2 separate regions of the Zea mays genome follow, and region 1 is linked to region 2. The links are chromatin contacts, called in public Hi-C maps. All regions are on one chromosome and are shown on one strand. Each heading gives the region's core, a stretch centred on a gene start, on an enhancer-like site or on the middle of the called end of the contact. The rest is flanking DNA. Distances are from core to core; before and after follow the strand shown. Region 1 holds the start of LOC100273579 (phenylalanine ammonia lyase9). Region 2 holds the start of LOC541999.

The links. A called contact is a pair of places that touch in the nucleus more often than the background predicts.
Region 1: a contact with region 2 is called in a Hi-C map of tassel, with 2.0 times the contacts expected there. The contact joins the promoter of LOC100273579 here to the promoter of LOC541999 in region 2. A contact is called at or near these places in 3 of 25 Hi-C or Micro-C datasets (ear, leaf and tassel).

What each region holds. Positions count from the first base shown.
Region 1 is chr5:190,490,521-190,496,913 of Zm-B73-REFERENCE-NAM-5.0, reverse strand. It overlaps LOC100273579 (phenylalanine ammonia lyase9), which reads left to right and starts at 3,566. Exons shown (of 2, transcript NM_001147997.2): 1 at 3,566-4,130; 2 at 5,531-6,393. The coding sequence starts at 3,718. It overlaps LOC103627433 (phenylalanine ammonia-lyase), which reads left to right. Exons shown (of 1, transcript XM_008647730.4): 1 at 1-544. The coding sequence ends at 357.
Region 2 is chr5:190,278,869-190,285,471 of Zm-B73-REFERENCE-NAM-5.0, reverse strand. LOC541999 reads left to right here and starts at 2,461. Exons shown (of 13, transcript NM_001351770.1): 1 at 2,461-2,862; 2 at 3,338-3,391; 3 at 3,566-3,612; 4 at 3,720-3,751; 5 at 4,485-4,586; 6 at 4,687-4,754; 7 at 5,809-5,885; 8 at 6,324-6,421; 9 at 6,490-6,560. The coding sequence starts at 2,777.

The DNA of each region.
Region 1 (6,393 bases), core at 2,317-4,816, 210 kb before region 2:
GAGCGCGCCCTCGCCAACGGCGCTGCTGAGTTCAACGCGGAGACATCCGTGTTCGCCAAGGTCGCCCAGTTCGAGGAGGACCTGCGCGCGGCGCTGCCCAAGGCGGTTGAGGCTGCACGGGCGGCTGTCGAGAACGGCACGGCAGCGATACCGAACAGAATCACCGACTGCCGCTCCTACCCGCTCTACCGCTTCGTGCGCGAGGAGCTCGGAGCCGTGTACCTCACCGGCGAGAAGACGCGCTCTCCCGGCGAGGAGCTGAACAAGGTGCTCGTTGCCATCAACCAGGGCAAGCACATCGATCCGCTGCTCGAGTGCCTTAAGGAGTGGAACGGCGAGCCCCTGCCCATCTGCTGAACAGAGAGACGGAATGACGGATAGGAAGAAGACTGTTGTGTTCATTGTTCAATAGTTCGAAATCATTTTTTTTTTCTTCCTTTAGTTTTGCGTGGCGGGTAGCAAAGGCTAATGACTGTTTATCTGGTCATACTCTACTTATGAAACATTATATTTTCAAGAAATATATATTCCATTCTTGTTATTATTTTGTTTTAGCAGCGAAATTGGAAAATATTTCATTGCTTGAGAAAAGGCGCGGGGTAGGAACGGCAGTCCCTTTTGCATCCTCCAAACCTCTTCTCCTAAACATGGCTCCGATTTGATAATCATGATCCATTTGTCTGTTCAGTTTCACCGCCGAAAATATTTTTTAGGCATGTTTGGAAGTAAAGTATTTCAAAACCATAGTTATACAATACCACGGTTTTAAAATGTTACGACACAACTGCAATATTTTTTACATTACTCTAACTAATATGTGTCTGGAGACAAAGTATCTCAAATTATAGTATTTCGTATACATTTGCCAGGCTAGTCATAGAAAAAAATGAGTTTTAAATACTGATATAATGTTATGTTTGAACTCAGTAACTATGTAATGTTATGAATAGTGATGTACTTATGTTTGACTGATAGAATTAGAAGTAGAATTTTTATTATTAATTATCGTGATATAATGTTATTCATTTGTAGCTTGCTTGTATAGAACATAATATATGTGGCTAACCAGATGTTCATTTTTTGGTTTAAACTGAAAACCAAACACCGAACTATTCGGTTTTTTTTGTTTTCGCGACACAATGGTCGGTTGGGAGTTTTTAAAATTCAAAGTTTATAAAACTGAAGAAAATTAAACCGAACGTTCGGTTTAAATCGAATGTCCATACCTACAAGTGATACATGTTCACACTAGTGCTAGATAACCTTGCTTGTAAAGGGCAAGGACTCTTGTGACCAAGGCTACGGATGAATGTTCTCTTGTCCAATGTAGTAGCCAAGGCCCCATTGTCTATTGTCTATAAGAAAGATGCGCTTTTCAAGATTTAAGGTGTCTTTGGTTGTATTTTGAGCTGCTTTTGCTTTTAAAAAGTCGAAAGCCAACCAAAGGAGTATGAACTAAAGATGTATAAAGTAGAAGCTACTTTTTCAGAACTAGTTATTTTAGATAATACTACCTCCGTTCTCGAATAGTTATCGTCTGCTAGTTCATTTTTAAACTAAAACGTGATAAATAAAAAAGAACGGAGGGAGTACCTTTTTGAGAGCAACTTAACCTTTGACCTTTTTTTCAAATATAAAAAAATATAGAGTTGTTTCACCTCAAGGGCGATACTAAAGGTTACTATTGGATCCACCAATAGTAAAGGTTACTATTGGATCCACCAACTAGAGCTAAAGGTTCCTTCTAGGCCAATCTACGACACTAGCCATTAGACCCTGGACTAAAGAGAGGATTAGTCTCGATGCAACTGATGACTAAATCCTAAAACTAAAGCTTGATTCTCTACTAGTGTCCAATAAAAGATTTAAGTGGTAAATACGGAGTATTACGTAGACCAAGAGACCTACTTGCTTAACCGTCGTTGCCGTATTCCTATGCTCAAGCTCAATTTTTTTAAAAAAAATATATATATTTACCCTTACATAGTCCACGCATGAAACGAACCACGCGGAAACCATGCGTCAGTTGACAGGCCACCAAGAGCTGGACGAGAGTTAAAAACCTTGACCGTAAACAGCCCGATCCAATTATTTGGAAATGCCACTGAAACGTAAAAGAAAAGGACAACCTGTAGCATGCATTCGTTTCAAGGGGAAAATAATCTGTAGCATGCACATGGTCACCCTTTGTGTCTTCCCTCTCAAAGAATAGTCGCCGCCCACTACGAAGTATGCTCTACCCACCGCGTGTGACAGTAGTGCTGCTACCACCCGCTTTGAAAAAATCGGAAAAGAGTAGCGGTTCGTGCATTAGATGGATGTTGCCTAGGAGCACCTGCTCTCCACCGTTTTTTTTTTTTTTGAAAGAAATGGAAATACAATACTTCATTCGTCCAAAATTAAAGGCTGAAGCGTGGAATCTTCGCGGTACGCTTATCTGAACTTGGGATCGTCAATGAGTGTTTATCACATCAAATTTTAATGATCACAATTTGGTTGGCCACTGCTGTTTGTGAAAGTTCCACATATTGCTGCGCCAGATCCGGAGCGCCTTTCTTTCCTTGGAAGTTCGTTCTGCAGGTGCAGAATCCGGACAGAAATCGCAACAGAACACCTCTACTACTGCTATACATCCTATAGGCCACAGCTGAGACGGACTCGTGAGTCATGAGTGCTGATGTGACGAAGCCCCCCGTTTGTTTCGGCTTTTCGCAGCTTCTAGCCACCAAAAGCTGCTGCGGACTGCCAAACACTCAGCTTTTCAGTCAGTTTCTATAAAATTTGTTTGGGTAAAAACCATTCAAAATCAACATAAACATATAATCGGTTGAGTCGTCGCAATAGTAGGAATCCGTCACTTTATAGATCCTGAGCCCCATAGACAACTTTATCTTCCTCTGCACGTAGTCATAATGATACTCAAATTCTCTACACAGCCAGATTCTCACCACAGCTATATTCTCGAAAAAGCTGGTCAGAAAAAGCTGAACCAAACAGGCCCGAAGTGGACTCGTCATTTCGAGCCATTTCCTGTGACATTTCGCACGCCTGCAGTTGCAGCATCTCCAATCTCCAAGTGGTTGCGTTGCGTTGCGTGTGTGTAAGGTCCGGGCGGGCGACGGACCGGACCAACTCGACACTGACGGAGGGAGGACTAGGCAGTAGCTCGCGTCCACACACACGGGGGCTCCCCTACCAACCCCGTCGCACTCAGCCAGTGACCAGACCACCCACCTTGGGGCGCAACCGCATCTGGTGTGGTGCGCCCGTCGTCCGGCGCCGGGTCAGTGTCTCCTATCACCAGGCGGACGGCAGGCAGGAGGCCACGGCCGCGCAACGCAAGCTGCCGCGCTGGCCACTGGCGTGGCGCGCATCGGCACATGGTTGGCCGGCCCATCCAAGGGCGAGGGAGGCGTCGCGGAGTCAGCTCAGCCCGCCAACAACCTACCCACCCCGATTGCCATGCCATGCCAGTCTCTGGCCCCCAACAACCTCCCTCTCCCACCGGTGGCCACGCTATTTAAGCCCGTGCTCCCCCCCACCGTTCTCCTCAGGAAGAGCCTAGCTAGCTTTCCCCAGCTCTTCTTCCACAGCACTGTCTGTCTGTCTGTCTCGCAATTAGCTGTACTAATCCGCTAGTGGCACTGCTGCTACTCTCGTGTACTCCCAGCTATCTCCTCTCTATACTCTTGTACGTACGCACGTGTCGCAACCGCAATGGAGTGCGAGACCGGGCTTGTCCGCTCCCTGAACGGCGAGGGCCTGTGCATGTCGGCGGCGGCGGCGGCGCCGCGCGCCGACGCCCTGAACTGGGGCAAGGCCGCGGAGGACCTGTCCGGGAGCCACCTGGACGAGGTGAAGCGGATGGTGGTGGAGTTCCGCGAGCCGCTGGTGAGGATCCAGGGCGCCAGCCTGAGCATCGGGCAGGTGGCCGCCGTGGCCGCGGGCGCCGGCGGCGAGGCCCGCGTGGAGCTGGACGAGTCCGCCCGCGGCCGCGTCAAGGCCAGCAGCGACTGGGTCATGAGCAGCATGATGAACGGCACCGACAGCTACGGCGTCACCACCGGCTTCGGCGCCACGTCGCACAGGAGGACCAAGGAGGGCGGCGCGCTCCAGAGGGAGCTCATCAGGTGAGAAGATTGGGACTGACTTCGCTTCATTTCTTTTCTTTTATTTTTTTTCCCACAGCAGCTAGTTGTTTACTGCACGGGATCCCATCAGTTACTGAAGCAAACAAATGTTCAGTTTTTTTTTGGGCGCGGTGTTAGCTAGGTCGTTGTTGGCTTGGCAATACACGTTAACTACCTCAAACTTTTTATCCATGCTGGTGCACATCATTCGTGCTTACAACCTGTACAAGTATAATACTGCACTATACTGGTATCCAAATTAAAACAGTGTTGCCGCACAAATGGAAAAAGAAGAAAAAAAAGACACATCCAGGCTGTGGCCTGTGGCTGTTCATCCCACATGCAAACCCCAGTCGGATGCACCGAACCTGCCCTCTACAACGGTGCACGCGTACACCCACGCTCCGCCCAGAATTAGGTGTCACTGGCCACCGCTCGGCGGGCCACCCCTGTCCCACCGACCATACCAGCATAGTTGGGCAAGAGAGAAAGCAGGTGCGGAAGAAGAGGAAACCCCGTGCTTTCTGGGGCGTCGGCGTCGGCGTCGGCGTCGGCGTCCGGGACCGGTAGCTCGCTCACCGCTTCGATGTGAGCCGTTTCGGTTACGTACTCCACTAGTACTGGACGGACCGATACAGGTGGCCGCCCAACGGGGGTTCGCTGCCGCCGCCGCCGCCCGCGCGTTGCTCGAGCTCACGTTGCACGCGTTGCTCGTGCACAGGCTGCAACCGCGCCCGTCAGTCATAGAAACATGGGCAACCTTCGGCGCTGCGCTGTAATACGTTCTCTTTTTTTTTACCACAGCCCAGACCCAGCAACACGATTGCATTTTTCAGACTTTGTCTCGCCGCCTTATCCTACTTACCGAGTTAAAAAAAAGGCTCAACAGTACGTTTCAGAAAACTGGTTCTTCCTCATAGGAGTAATAAAGAACGCGTGCCAGCGATGAAACAACCATGGCGCAACAAACAATTAAGAGAGTGAGAGTAAGCAGTCAACTACTCATAGCATGTGGAATTATTTCCATTCATCAAAGTTCCTAACTGCCCCATATCCGGGAAGCTTCTTACCCACCAAAGCTGGCAAAATGAAGCAAAAGAATAATTTACTTGCACCGACAAGATATCTCTCTGTCCATGTGTGCGAATCCATTATTTTGTTCGCTGTTACTCGGTCTATCACGGCGAAGCATAAACTAAGCTTTAAGCGTTACTCTAATACAAAGTGGAATACAAACATAAACTGAACTCTTAAAAGTCGGCAGTCGGCAGATCCTTGTTTGATCCAAGTTAATCTTCAAGTTTATCGTATACGTACAACCCTGACCAAGTTTATTGCTCAATATTCTATCTTAAGGCTCCGAAAATTGACCTCTACTCTGTCCCGTTTCCATCTTCCAGATTCCTCAATGCTGGCGCGTTCGGCACCGGCGCCGACGGCCACGTGCTGCCGGCCGAGGCCACGCGCGCGGCGATGCTCGTGCGCATCAACACCCTCCTCCAGGGCTACTCCGGCATCCGCTTCGAGATTCTGGAGGCCATCGCCAAGCTGCTCAACGCCAACGTCACGCCGTGCCTGCCGCTCCGGGGCACCATCACCGCGTCGGGCGACCTCGTCCCGCTCTCCTACATCGCCGGCCTCATCACGGGCCGCCAGAACTCCGTCGCGGTGGGCCCCGACGGCAGGAAGGTGGGCGCCGCCGAGGCGTTCAGGATCGCCGGCATCGAGCACGGGTTCTTCGAGCTGCAGCCCAAGGAGGGCCTCGCCATGGTCAACGGCACCGCCGTGGGCTCCGGCCTCGCCTCCACCGTGCTCTTCGAGGCCAACGTTCTCGCCGTCATGGCCGAGGTCATCTCCGCGGTGTTCTGCGAGGTCATGACCGGCAAGCCCGAGTTCACCGACCACCTGACGCACAAGCTGAAGCACCACCCCGGACAGATCGAGGCCGCCGCTATCATGGAGCACGTCCTGGAAGGCAGCTCGTACATGAAGCTGGCCAAGAAGCTCGGCGAGCTCGACCCGCTGATGAAGCCGAAGCAGGACAGATACGCGCTCCGCACCTCCCCGCAGTGGCTGGGCCCGCAGATCGAAGTGATCCGCTTTGCCACCAAGTCCATCGAGCGCGAGATCAACTCCGTCAACGACAACCCGCTCATCGATGTGTCCCGTGGCAAGGCGCTCCACGGCGGCAACTTCCAGGGAACTCCCATCGGCGTGTCCATGGACAACACCCGTCTCGCGCTCGCCGCCATCGGCAAGCTCA
Region 2 (6,603 bases), core at 1,212-3,711:
CTTGGGGACGCCTGCGAATATGATCCATCAGCCTTAGTCAAAGCATATGTTCTAATTGCAGATTCACGTGGTCTGTGATAACTCTCCTCCGATTAATTCACCCTGATGGTGATTTGCCTCACGAAGAGGTTCATCTTGATGATGAAATTCCTAGCAATGCGCGCAATATCATTGTGCTGGGAATATAGGACAATGAATCTTTCGTTTTGGGAAATGACGGAGATCATTATTAAATGTGGGAGACAAATATGTCGACACCTATCTTGCCCTCTAGATTGCAAATGGATCCAAAACAAAGTCCTAGGCATGAGTGCTTTAAGCTCTCTTATCGGGTCATTGATAAATGCAATCGAGGCTGAACCAATAATCGCAAAATGAAAGTCACGAGCTTGAAGTTCGAACATTTATAGGCACTATTGAAATAATGCGTGGTGAATGTGATGGTTCAAGTGGTCTTGTGAGAGACTCATCCCACATATGTGTTGAATAAACATTGTTCTGCTATGTAATATATTTGGCAAATGGCATGAATTAAATTATGCAGTTAATAGGATTCTGAAGATCCGTCATGAGATCCTAGGAGGACCCATATCTTTGAATTATAAATATGCAACATATAAATCTCATACCGAATAATACATTCCTGACGAATGAACACTCTCCTATGTAAAGAGAATATCTCCTAGATGAGATTATAGTTCCTTGATGGAACTTTTCCAGAAGAAATAAAGTCTGTGTTAAACACCAAAGTTTGATAATCCCTATAAAGGGATAAAGACCCATATAGACTCGAAAAGGAATAAGATGAGGTACCAAAGGACTTGAAGTTCACCGAATTAGCACATGTGCATTCCATGAGTTTTACTCATGGTAATTTCCACTATATGTGGAATTACGGTATCCTCTAAAGCCACGATAGCAGAAACCTATAAGGTTTAGGTGTTACTGGCAAAATATCCCCATTGTGCCAGAATGACAGACTATAACGATATATTTGATCGATGAAAAATCCCTGATGGATTACGATCTTTGATGGACTTTCGTTACACCATCATAGATGTTGCAAAGGATGAACGCCCGGAGCCATGTGTCATATTTAGAATATGTACTATTGTAACTAGATTATCCCCTAAGTCCTATTGAAGGACACGTTATTTGCTTTGCACAACTATGTATAAATTGTGGTGTAAGATAGAAAATAATAGCACCCCAACCTCATCCATTCTCGTTATTCCATATGAACAATGAGACATATATTTTGAAGAATATGCTTGAGTTACGAGAGATAACGACTTTGACAGATATCATCGTCAAGGGGAGCGAATGCTTATATTGATCACAATCGTGAGACAATAAATGTCATATTCTATGCCCTGAAGGCGTGAGCTTGATGATTAATATGTGAACCTTTATGGAACTTTCTATCAAATATATAGATCCAGTCGATCGAACACCATCAGTCAAAGTGGCTTATTTATATTGATACATGCACTTACCTCGTATATCCTAGAAGTGAGTAGGGGTAAAGTTCCTGAAATAGTCCTTGCAAGGATATGCAATCCGTTTGCTAAATCTTTGTGTGCATATACTTCCAGAAGAAGATGTTTTGCTTTATTGATACGGTTTTGCAAGGATCATGGGGAGCACATTCCTAAAGTTAGCCCTTGTAGAAGATTCGATAGAATCTAGATCCCAGAGGATCGAAATTTGTCCCGATGACAGCTGTTGTACTCTTTTTCCCTTGGTGAGTTTTCTTGAAGTTTCTCACATGAGGTTTTTAACGAGGCAACAAAGTGCAAATGCAATTTGTATCACCATGCACTCTTTCTCCACATTTTTCCACTGGGTTTTTCGGAGTTTTAACGAGGCATGTGTTGGTTGCGGTATTCGCCCAATGGGGAGGGTTAAGTAACCTTAGTTAGGGTTATGTGGGCAAATACCTGCTTTGCCACTGAGAGGTCTCACATCTCTATATAAGGAACCTGTACACCCCCTCATAATACATAGATCAGAAAGAGGCCAGAGGCTCAACCCTATATTCTGTGTTTCGTGTGTTTCCTCTGTCGTGCTTATAGAAAGGGAGACATGTTCTCTACAGCTTCTTGCGTCTCTACTGCTGACGGGAGGGAAGAGAGCGGATCTGGTGATTCGTGATAACGTAGTTCTTAACAATTTTAGCTAGTTCGTGGTCCATGATGTGGCTAGGCACCATACTACCTGCCTATTAGACCCACAAAAAATGATATGCTGAGTGTTTTCGCACGGGCCAACTTTTGTGATTGGGCTGCAAAATTGTGAGCCTTTTTACATTTTTGTTTGTTTGTAAAACCCAGCGTGGGCAGCGGCGCAATCCGCCTCGAGAACCGACTGATCTCAAGTTCTGTCAATGCGGTTGGTGGGCGAAAAGGACCCGCGCATCCTCCACCAACTCTTGCGGTACACCCAGACCCAACGCACCCACCGAACCACAAACCAGCCAATCGAGGCGTACGTGGCCACATGTCAGAGAAATCATGTAGCATCACCTGCGTACGAGCAGCGGGCAAGGATCTCGTTACGCCCGCAAGCCCACCAACCCCCGCGGAACACGAGGAGGGTGACAGGTGGGCCATCCGGGGTTCGGGCGAGCCCAACTAAAACCCCGCACCAATCCCCACTTCAGTACTTCACACCCAGCGCACTCGAGCTCGAGCCCTCGCCCTCTCCTCAAACACAAGCCTCAGATCTCAGTCACCTGCGCCGCCGCTTCGTTCGTGTGGAGGGGAGAAGAGAGGAAATGGCGGCGACCGAGGGCGTGCTCCTGGGGATGGGCAACCCCCTCCTCGACATCTCCGCCGTCGTCGATGACGCCTTCCTGACAAAGTAAGCGGTCGTACCCTCGCCCTCTCGTGTCTGATCTGTTTATAGGAATTGAGTTACTCCTAGTCGTAGTGTTTTGGTTGCTTTCGGTGGTTTTGCTATGTAGTCTCATCAGATCCGTGACGGAAACGCCGTTTTGCCTGTAGGCTGTAGCTTAATCTTAGATGCATGCACGTACAGCGAAAGGCAGACATCTGCATGGGGTTCCGGAGTACCGGACACTGGTCCGAAATTGTTTAATTGACGAAATACCATAGCGATCCGCAGGCGTTGTCGCCGCGCTTCAGTTCATTGATGCATAGCTATCACTGTTTCCCGTCCAATTTATGCTTTAACATTCTAGATCTCCAATTTTTGCGGGGTCTACAGGCGGTGGCCTCAATGCCATGCCATGATGCTTGATTATTACTACTCGTATAATAGTTGGGTGTTGTAATAATGATGTGATACTAACATACTTCTCTCACCCCTGTTTTAGGTATGACATCAAGCTGAACAATGCTATTCTCGCTGAGGAGAAGCACTTGCCTATGTAAGTATATGTATCACTGATGCTACTTTATATGTCATTATTTTTTCATGTATTTTTTGTTGCTGAACTTTGAGTTGTTGTCTATTTAAATTTACTGAGAAGACATATTTGCATTCCAATACTGTGTCTTGTTGCATGCTGTTTATCTAATAATAAGGTGTGTTTTTTTGACAGGTATGACGAGTTGGCTAGCAAGAGCAATGTTGAATATATTGCCGGAGGTAATGTTTCTTATAACATGTTTATGCAGTATTGCAGTCCATGAATTGTTACAACTTGGTGACTCCTCTGATGGTTTGTATCTTCATTCTTTTTATTCTTATCACAGGAGCCACCCAGAACTCTATCAGGGTTGCCCAAGTAAGCTCTCAGGCCTCGTTTGGAGACAGTATTTCTGGACTACCGGATAAATACTACACTTTTGCAAAATACTCTGGTTTTCAAAAGCTTCTGGGTGTTTGGATACAAGTGGCTTTGTGTTTTCTAAAGCCATAGTTTTGTTAAAGCTGTAGTCTTTTTCGAGTTCTAGAAACTCCTTTCTTGACCTCTTTTGTCTAAAACATGGTTTTTTGTATGTCTTTGGATTATAAAACCACGGTTTCATGATGCCACAGTTTTCTAAAACTACATCATCCAATCAGCCTTTATAATATACTAAAATGCGAACAACCAAAACTGTACAACAACAACAACAACAACAACAACAACAACAACAACAACAACAACAACAAAGCCTTTTGTCCCAAGCACGTTGGGGTAGGCTAGAGATGAAACCCCGTATGAAAACCTCAGAGCTCAACCCCAAAGAAAACAGGGGAAACAAAGTCAAAGGAGAACCGGAAACGACGAAACGAGGGAACACATAAAAGAGATAAAACCCACAAGAACCAGCAAGGTCTAAATGGGCACAAGAAAAGGTCAAATGATTAAGGAGGAAAAGCGGAACTATAAATCAAGGTTCTGGCACGTGAATTGCACACTTCCACCCCTTCCTATCCACGGCGAGCTCTTTATCAATATTCCACTCCTTCAGGTCCCTCTTCACTGCCTCTGTAGTTACATCAATTTGTTGATGACATGTCATTGTTTTCAGTGGATGCTTCAAACTCCTGGTGCAACAAGTTACATGGGATGCATTGGAAAGGACAAGTTTGGTGAGGAAATGAAGAAAAACGCTCAAGCTGCAGGAGTTACTGTTAGTTTTTAATCTCATTGTCTTCATGTTACTTTAGACAGTTTTGTTGCAATTTATTGGTTAATTCACTCATATGGCCTTGATGTCGTCGCATACTCAGGCTCATTACTACGAGGATGAGACTGCTCCTACTGGCACATGTGCTGTATGTGTTGTTGGTGGTGAAAGGTTTGTTGTCTAAATACCAGTTTTGTTTTATAACATCTGCTGTCAGTGTTGTTTTTACATTGTGTTCACTGTTTAGTGACTATTAAATAGGTCTTTTGCATGTGATAATGTGTTTTCATGTCATTCTATATGCTCTTTGATTCTCTGTAAGCTCAGTGCTCAAGTTGCTAAGGATCATCTTTGATTTCATCATCACTAGCATGTGTAGGTTGAGGTTTACAATTTTGCCTCTGGAACAATTTTGGCACGGTAATTGCATTCTCTATCTTTGGAGATAATGCTAAACAAGTTGGTAACTACTTCCTGTGTTGTTTTCTCTTGTTAATTCTATCGCTACTTACCACGTCAAAACTAGATCAGGCACTGTACCTTTTCTTGCTGTTTTGCTGTCCCTTGCCAAGTTGCCATGACATACTCGAATGCATAAATTTTCAGGAAAGTGTTGGACTCTGTTCCATACTTCTTCCCAAAAGCATTTCCCAACTTTAATATTAAATTCTTGTAGTTAGGACTGACCTGATGCAGTGGTGAGAGCTGTCCCACTGAGTCAATAGGTCGCGAGTTCGAAGCAGTCTCTCTGCATTTTTGGGGGGAGTCTTGTGTTGGTTAATCCATTCCAAGGCCCCATTTATGTGGAAGCTGTTGTCGTTTGGATCGTTTGGGGTTTGCCATGGGAAGTCGGAGCTGCTGGCTGCTTTGTAGTTATGCTTGGCAACGATGACTCATGGCAGTGTGTGCTCTTCCACGTCACGTTGGTGGGTTTGCCCTTCGTGTGTCCAATGTTGGCTCCACGTTGGGCTTTGGTACCTTCTTGTACATATTTCTATTTTGTCTTAATTGAGCGACAGAGCTCCTGCCTTTACTTCAAAAAAAGACCCCACTTATGTGGAAGCCTTTGGTACTGAATCTGTCCTTTTTTAGTTAGATAAAATTCTGTCCTATCATCTGTTTTGTGTCAGTGAATTCACGTTTTTTTGCATCATGCCATTTCACAAAAAATTCTGATTGCCAACAATTTCTTCTGCAATGATCAGTTATTTCCTTCTGTAACCAGGTCATTGATTGCAAATCTGTCAGCGGCAAACTGTTACAAATCTGAGCATCTAAAGAGACCAGAGAACTGGGCACTAGGTATAATATATCTTTTGAGCACTTGTTTTGTTTTTGCTAAACCACTCTTTTTAGTTTGCTGGGAGGATTTATGTATGTTTAGTTTGAAGTTCTAAAGTTTCTCAATACTGCACAATCTTTCATAACAACACACACTACTTTGGAGTACTCTAGCAATGGCACAGCTACTTTACTTTTATCTGTTTTCTGTGGACTTGTGGAGAAGATGGTAGATGGTTTGTACTGTATTTTTGAGTTGCACCAAGAAATGAATCATTACAATTTTTTGTTGGGTGAAATAATCTGCATAAACACTTAAACAGTTGATTTGAGGTTAGCAAAAAATTTAGACTCAATGTTTTATTGGCCTTAACTGATCGATTATCTTTATTTGCTCTCTATTTATCTTAAGATGCAATAGTTTTCTTTACCTGACAAATATAATATTCTTGATGACAGTTGAAAAGGCAAAATACATCTACATTGCTGGATTTTTCCTTACAGTGTCGCCTGATTCTATCCAGCTAGTCGCTGAGCATGCTGCAGCAAATAACAAGGTAAATTCATATTATAATGAAAGTACCCTTTGAAGTTCTTTTAGTTTGATTGGTCATGCTATTTTCAGGTGTTCCTGATGAACCTCTCTGCTCCCTTCATTTGTGAGTTCTTCCGTGATGCCCAAGAGAAGGTCCTCCCGTAAGTCTTATATTCTGTAACACGATGCTCAGTGTTTTAAATT